Regions from separate parts of the Mus musculus genome. Here region 2 is linked to region 1. The links are chromatin contacts, called in public Hi-C maps. All regions are on one chromosome and are shown on one strand. Each heading gives the region's core, a stretch centred on a gene start, on an enhancer-like site or on the middle of the called end of the contact. The rest is flanking DNA. Distances are from core to core; before and after follow the strand shown.

Region 1 (3,566 bases), core at 436-2,935:
ACTCAGTTTAATGAATTGTATTCTCTTTGAATATTTGTGTTTGTGTGTTTCTGAGATGGGGAGGAGGGGAGGGGGAAGCAAAGAGAGAGACAGAGACAGAGGCAGAGACAGAGACAGAGGCAGAGAGGTGAAGAAGCAGACACACACATTTCACAGTGTGCATATGAAGTCATAGGGCAGCCTCAAGTGTCAGCTCTTGCCTGCCACTTGGTTTGAGACTGGGTTCCTCATTACTTGCTACTCCATACACCAGACTACCTGTCACGCAAGTTGCTGGAGAGTCTGTTATTCTGCATCTCGTCTGTCACAGGAGCTCAGATATTACAGACACATACTAGTATGTCTGGTTTGATTTGGAAAATCTGACCTCAGGACTTCAATTTCTCTTTACCCTCAAAGCTATTTCTTCAGCCCTAATTTTGTTTTCTAAGTTAGGTGATTTTTTTAAAAATAAGATTTTAGAAGGTAATCTCAAAATTCAGTTGATACACACACACACACACACACACACACACACACACACACACACACACACAGTATGGAATAAAAATATATGAGAAAATACCTTTCATACATTTCATTCAAGGGAACAAAGAAATTTGATGGAGCATCAACATTCTCTATCCAGAGACTGCTGGGAGTTTCAGGGATTATTGACAGGTCACAACCATGAAAACATGCAGAGACATCTCAGAAGAATCAGAAATTATTTCTTTGAGTTTGTGTTTGGTGAAGTGGAGATGAATGCAAGGAAGCCCAACACTGTTCCACATTGGAGTCATGTCAAGGATGGGTAGTTTTATGACTGGACACCTCAATGAATATCATGTACAAAAACCTAATTGTTTATGCAACCGGGCTAAGGACATAGCTGTCCATTTTGTATTTGGACATTGTTTATACTTAGACTGTGTTCAGACTCACTCCTAGTTGTCCTATAAAAAGTACTTTTGCCTAATTTTTGTGCTTTGTAAAATGTTTATATACACAGGAGAATTCGACAAAGACTAAAAACCAGAATAGACCCTGGTTGTTAAGGACAGCTTTTCTTTTCCTCAAGAGAAATAAAGATTTCAACTTGACTTTTATAGATATGAGGTGTCACTTAAAGCTCTTTCTTGTATTTTCCTATAATATCAAAGACATGTAATTCCCCCCGAGCCTCATAGAAAGAGAAATTATATTGATTGCCTGCTGCCAGTGAAAACTTCTGCCTCACCCCTGTGTATCAGCTGTAGCCTTACCCTGAAAAGGCTTTTATTGGCTTTTAAAGATGCTTATATCTCCCATTGGACTAGTGGCACTGTTTTCTAATTTAAAATATTTTAATTAAATAAAATCCTTCGTGAGAAAAAAAAAAAAGAGCAAATGCAATCAGCCTGTCAGCTCAGTTGTCCTCTTACTGAACTGACATGACAAGACAGTACATTTGGGTTTCTCACCAGCTCTGCTCTCTCTTCCCCCTCCTTCCTTTAATGGTCTGTCAAAAGGAAACCTCAGCCAGTGTTGGCACTAATGCCTGTTGTAAATAAAGGGAAATGGGAGGAAAGGGGTGGGGGGGAGAGGAGAGGGTGTGTTAGAATCTAGATTTGCAGTTCAATTGCAAAGCTTCTCTCTGAGTGTCTAGACACCAGCTGCCTGGTTGCCATGGGAACCCACTAACTTTGGCTGATGGATTGAGTAGCAGTGATTCTCTGGAGATCTGGGTGGGAGCTTGGTGGTGGGGAGAGGCAGACAAGGGTTGGGATAGATGGAATAGATACAGGGTGTTACAATAACATGGGACACAATAAGGGAAAACAAAAGTATTTTGTGAAAGGGTAACATTAAGCCCGTTCCAGTTTCTCTCAAACACCTTACTCATGGTGACAAGCTATAAATCTGCTGTTCCCAACAGGTGTCAGGACACAGGTTGCTAAAGACAAATAGCTGAGCTGGAGTGATTATATTCCTGTCAACCTCCTGCCAGTGCCGAAGTACTTTAGTGAGCCAATGCTTACCACAGTCAACAGACTCAATGGAGAAGCATCAACCCAAGTCTTGGGGGTAGGAAATCCCCAAGAATGGCTGCCACATTTCAAGTACTCAGCAGTGACAGTTAATCACAGCTCTACACACACACACACACACACACACACACACACACACACACACACACTTGTATTCTTCCCACTTACCCAAATTATATGTCAGGGTTAGGCAGCAGTTTGACTAAGAGAAGGTGGTGACTATGCCAAGAATTGACTAAGGAATGATAGGTTTCCAGTTTAGGACAAAACTATTAACCACACAACGGTATTTTGTTCTCTTATTCACACGAAGTCTACTGTCATGGGAAAGTCTCGGTCCACAGACTCGGGAGCTTTCCAGTCCCTTGCTGGCGCCCTGGTCCCTGCTGTCACAGCTTCCTATTGGATTGGGATTTTCAGGTTGCACTGAAGCTCTCACCCCTTGCCTCTCCCATCACCCTCTCCGTCCCAATTCACACCCTGGCTACATCTCTTCACTCTCTAAATGCAGCCACCCATAAATGCGACCCACAGTCCTTGCTCATCAGAGTTTACCCCTAACTCATACAGACGAGGTTCATTGTTGGCCTCAGTGTTCTGTCTTTTCACAGGCACCTTTCCTAACTACAGTCCACATCTAAAGGAACACTCACTGAGTTCACTGCTGTTTTCTAGGTCACAGGTGGTTTTTTTTTTTGTTTTTTTTGTTTTTTTTTTTGGTTTTTCGAGACAGAGTTTATCTGTATAGCCCTGGCTGTCCTGGAACTCACTTTGTAGACCAGGCTGGCCTCGAACTCAGAAATCCGCCTGCCTCTGCCTCCCGAGTGCTGGGATTAAAGGCGTGCACCACCACACCCGGCTCACAGGTGTTTTTTAATCAGGCATCGCTAATAGATAACATTAAACTTAATCTATAGATGATGACCAACACTTATGTGTTGAATCTAAAATGTCTCTCATAGGAGTCCATCTGGAATAGTTGTTTCCCGGATGGTAATAGTATTTTAGGAAACTGCAGAATCTTCAGGAGGCGGGGCCTTGTTGGAAAATAGGAGGTCACTGTAGACAAGATTTTGACAATTATAGGAGGGCTGGCCTGTGGTACCTGGTCTGCTCCCTCTCTTTACTGGTCCACAGGATATGAATAGTCTAGGCCATGTGCGCCCGTTGTCAAGAACGGAACTGTCTTGCCATAACTTCTGAGCCATTATAAAACTACCTGAATTGTGAACTCAAATCATTCTTACAGTAACAGACATCACTCAAAGCTGAGTGTCCTGAATGCATATGTGTGCATGTGTGTGCACACATGTGTGCATGCATACAAACTGCTATATGTATGACAGTATGCTTTTTTAGTTTAATCTTTATCTATGTATAAGCATCATATGTATATATACATATGTTTATATATATTGTGTAGGCTTTCATACAATGGGCCCTTTCACTAAATATTTAAATTACATTGGGATGTAGTCAGCATGTAAGAACATTCAATATACTAAAACAGAACCACTGTTGGGTAAATGCTGAGCTAATCATAATTTATGGCATAGA
Region 2 (3,566 bases), core at 680-3,179, 250 kb after region 1:
TGTAGAATGACAGCAATAGTTAAAACATGAAGATTAGCTTCCACTGGACACTGAAGGAGACACACTATAGCTAGGACTAGCATGAGTCAAGATATGTCTGTGCAGCAGGATAATAAAACTAAGCAATAGTAGTATTCACAATATAGTTTAAAGATAAAGTGACAATATTTACTGATGAAATGAATGCCAGTGGCTAGGATGATGTGTGACTGGCACTAGGACAAATAAGCACCCATCAAATTAGAAAACTGGCCAATTAAATTTGCTTACTTTTCCCAGAGGAAACTGAAACTTAGAGAAATAAAATTACTCACTATGGCTGTTAATAAGAAGCCCATTCTGTATTTGTATAGTGGACTTCTTCCACTGGGCTTTTGTTGATCTTTTAATGTATCAAATCCACCTGGCCATAGTCTCTAATTATCCAGTTTAACCCTAGTAGAACCCCGATTATTTGATTGAAGCATATGGTAAGTAGGCTACAGAAATATTATAATTCATATTTTCTGCATGATTGGGGTAGATGAAGGATTACAAGCTAGACCTTAAGTATTGAGATAAAGCGTCCCTGATGGAGATGTTCTCCTAGTAAACAAAACGGGTCCCAAGTGGCCCATGTGCTACACTTTAACATCAGCCATGGCACTATTTGATAATGATGGAACTCTACAGGTGGAGACTGCTGAGTGAGATTTGGGCCTTGAAGTGGATGTTGAGACATTAGCCCCTCTGTTTCTCTGCTTTCTGGCCACCATGAGGTGAGTATCTCTGTTTTTCCACATACTCTTTCCCTAATAGTTGCCTTACCACAGGTCCAAAGCAGTAGGGTTTACATGCATTGAAACCTCTGAAACCTAAGACAAGACATACCATTCTTTAAGCTTTATATCTCAAACAGTTTGTCAACCATGATGGAAAGCCCATATCTGAGAATTCCAAGCTTGTTCTTGATATATACCCAGCCTTAGTAATCTCAGATTTGTGTCACAGGCCCTTACAAGCCAATAGTCTAAAGCTATTGAGCTAAATGTGTTCGTATGGCGTACTACTGCTCTAATTCTCTGGCTGAACCTTGACTAATGCAGTGCTGATGTGAGTACTTCTCCTGTAAGATCCCAAAGAGAAACAAGTGATCAGTCACCTACTAAAGTTAAAACTAAGTTCTATGGTCCATTTCTACTTGTTTTAGACAAGAATAAGATAGTTCAAAATAAATTGTTTCATGCTTATGAAGATAAGATAGCTCACAAGAAATTTAATAAGAAGATGCATGGTGAGATTTTTAAAAAATGATTGACAAGTTGGCAATGTGGAAGAATCACTTCAATAATGAAAAGAATAAAAAGCAATGGCTTTGCAATGCCTTCCCTTTTGCTTCCCATGCTTCTGTATTTATGTTCCAAAGTTTCCATCTTGGTTTCTAATCTTCCTTTAGAATGATTCCTGGGGGCATATCTATGTAGTCAGTATTCACTGAAGTCACTAGGATACTAATCACTGTCAGAAAAATATACTGATACTGTATTGCACACACGTTGAACTGTTTCAAGAGTGTGGCATAACTAGATGTTCTGCAAAACCTTCTGATGGTGCTGATGGATGAGACCCAGCAGTGAGGAAAAGGAAATTGACACCAGAATATGTGTTTTCCTGGTCAGGATGAATCACTGCCATTTCCGGGATAAATAAGTTCCAAAATAATCAGCTTACCCCTCTCTGGCTGTTTAGTGTCCTTGAGAGATGAAACAGCATCTGAGACTCGGTAATTATTTGCACTGTTAGCAGATGCAAAGGTCTGTGAGTCTCTCATCAGGTAGAGTCTAGGGGACTGATATGTGGGACAATGACAAGGGCTGGGAGATGGCCTGGACCCATCTCAGTGTAGGTGGCATTAACAGCTGGTTAGTGAGAGCCAATGCCATTGAGTCATCCTTGGGAAGGATTTATACAATGGATCCATTATGCCAATGCTGTGGTGACCGATGATAGAGGCTGGGTGACATCAAATGGATGAGTCATTTTGTCTACTTAGCTACTTACTGTCTCTTCCTTGATGAACTATCTCCAATGGGCATTATCATGAACTCCTAAGGCATTTAAACTCCATTTGAACGGTAGGGAACTTCCTGTATTTCCTTTTTTTTCTTACCTCCAATGATTCCTTTTTATTTTTCAAAAAGGAGAGACACCTGTGGCCTCCTGATATTGTTCTTGGGAGTATATGGGACTAGAGAGTTATAGAAGTGCTTTCTCTGCTAACAGCTAAATACACAGACAACCTATGTATGAAAGAGTCTTTTTCCTCCTCTTTTGTCAATTGATGAGAAGGTTCTTTATGTGGCCCCAAGAGTGGGCTGAGGGAAAGAAGGTAACACAGTAACTATCATGGAAGTCTGTGGCAACTGCCACCTATATGTGTTTTCTTGTTCTGCTTGTTTGCAAGCCTACTGATAGCCCTTCCATTTCACAATGAGTGGCTATTGGTTTGGCACAACCTTATAACTAAATGTATCAGATGGCTCACATGAACAATTTTTAAATGCATGGTCAATTGATAGTGATATTTTTCTCTGTCAAGTCCCAGTAACATAGCCAGAATAATTTTCCAATAATAGGTTGGACTCCAGCTCTTTCCTGTAGAAGAGATTGTCTTACCTTGAGAATCTTAGGAGTTCGTGCTGTAATTTGCCTACTGGGGTTTTCCAAAACCTTCAGACAGCTTTTCACATCATACATACATAGAATTAGTTCTTCAAGACCATATGTTTCAGACAAACTACAGAACCTTTTCTTATTCAGAGTTTTAATTAAAGTTAGTCATCTTCTCTGTTGGTTGGGGCATGGGTTATGGCCTGTGCCAAGTATGAAATATGCTATTTTCAGAAACCACAGAGGCCTCAAAAGTAGAAAATGTGAAATGCAATATTCTCTTATTTAAAAAAATGAATATCTGAACATGTTGAAAATAACTATCTTTCTTAAAAGTACATGTTATACTCCTGAACAATCATGGCATTTATCTTTCATTCTTTGAAGTACATGTATTTTACTGTGGTCTCCAAAGTGCTTCTCATTTCTTTCTTATCCAGCTTAATTAACCAGTGTCATCACAATGATGTTCTCTAGAAGAAAAAACAATAGAGGTTGAAGGGGTCCTGCAGAGATAGAGCACTGCTTATCTTCCCCAAGGCCCAGGTTTCATTCCCAATACACAAAAAGGAAGAGAAATAATCTTAAAAAGCACTTATATTCTTTGGGACTATATTGTAACAAAGGGCAGAAAAGCAAATGCTACCACATTCATTCCAAAGGAAGACACTGATCCTGATACATCTTCCTGAAAAGGACGAGAAAGATCAATTTCCAGATTAATGAATCCAGAACTGTTCATCAGTGCTAACAGTGTTATGGTAGCACAGCCATTATAAATAGGGCTTTTACTTAATTGGAAGTAGACCATGTCCGTCCACTAAGATCTATCCATGTGCTCTAGAAACTACATTGGTAATAGAAGTGGAGGACTCAAAAGAATGAATTTATGAAATTCCTAGCCAAATGGATGGACC

The links. A called contact is a pair of places that touch in the nucleus more often than the background predicts.
Region 2: a Hi-C map of the N1E-115 cell line shows a contact between it and region 1, with 2.2 times the contacts expected there. The contact joins two enhancer-like sites. A contact is called at or near these places in 1 of 484 Hi-C or Micro-C datasets (the N1E-115 cell line), 3 of 115 datasets of contacts at active chromatin or transcription factors (embryonic stem cells and neural tube) and 1 of 9 other capture datasets (embryonic stem cells).

The regions. Positions count from the first base shown.
Region 1 is chr16:42,267,811-42,271,376 of GRCm38.p6, forward strand. All of the region lies in intron 2 of Gap43 (growth associated protein 43), which reads right to left. Among named protein-coding and RNA genes, the nearest start is that of Mir6540, 34 kb to the right of the region's middle. Within about 2 kb of position 1,686, at least 62 of the 459 cell types and tissues checked have an H3K27ac peak or open chromatin away from gene starts, as enhancers often do. A contact at or near this core is called in the N1E-115 cell line, where this site is marked.
Region 2 is chr16:42,521,987-42,525,552 of GRCm38.p6, forward strand. No RefSeq gene overlaps it. Among named protein-coding and RNA genes, the nearest start is that of Gm29960, 130 kb to the right of the region's middle. Within about 2 kb of position 1,930, at least 10 of the 459 cell types and tissues checked have an H3K27ac peak or open chromatin away from gene starts, as enhancers often do. A contact at or near this core is called in the N1E-115 cell line, where this site is marked.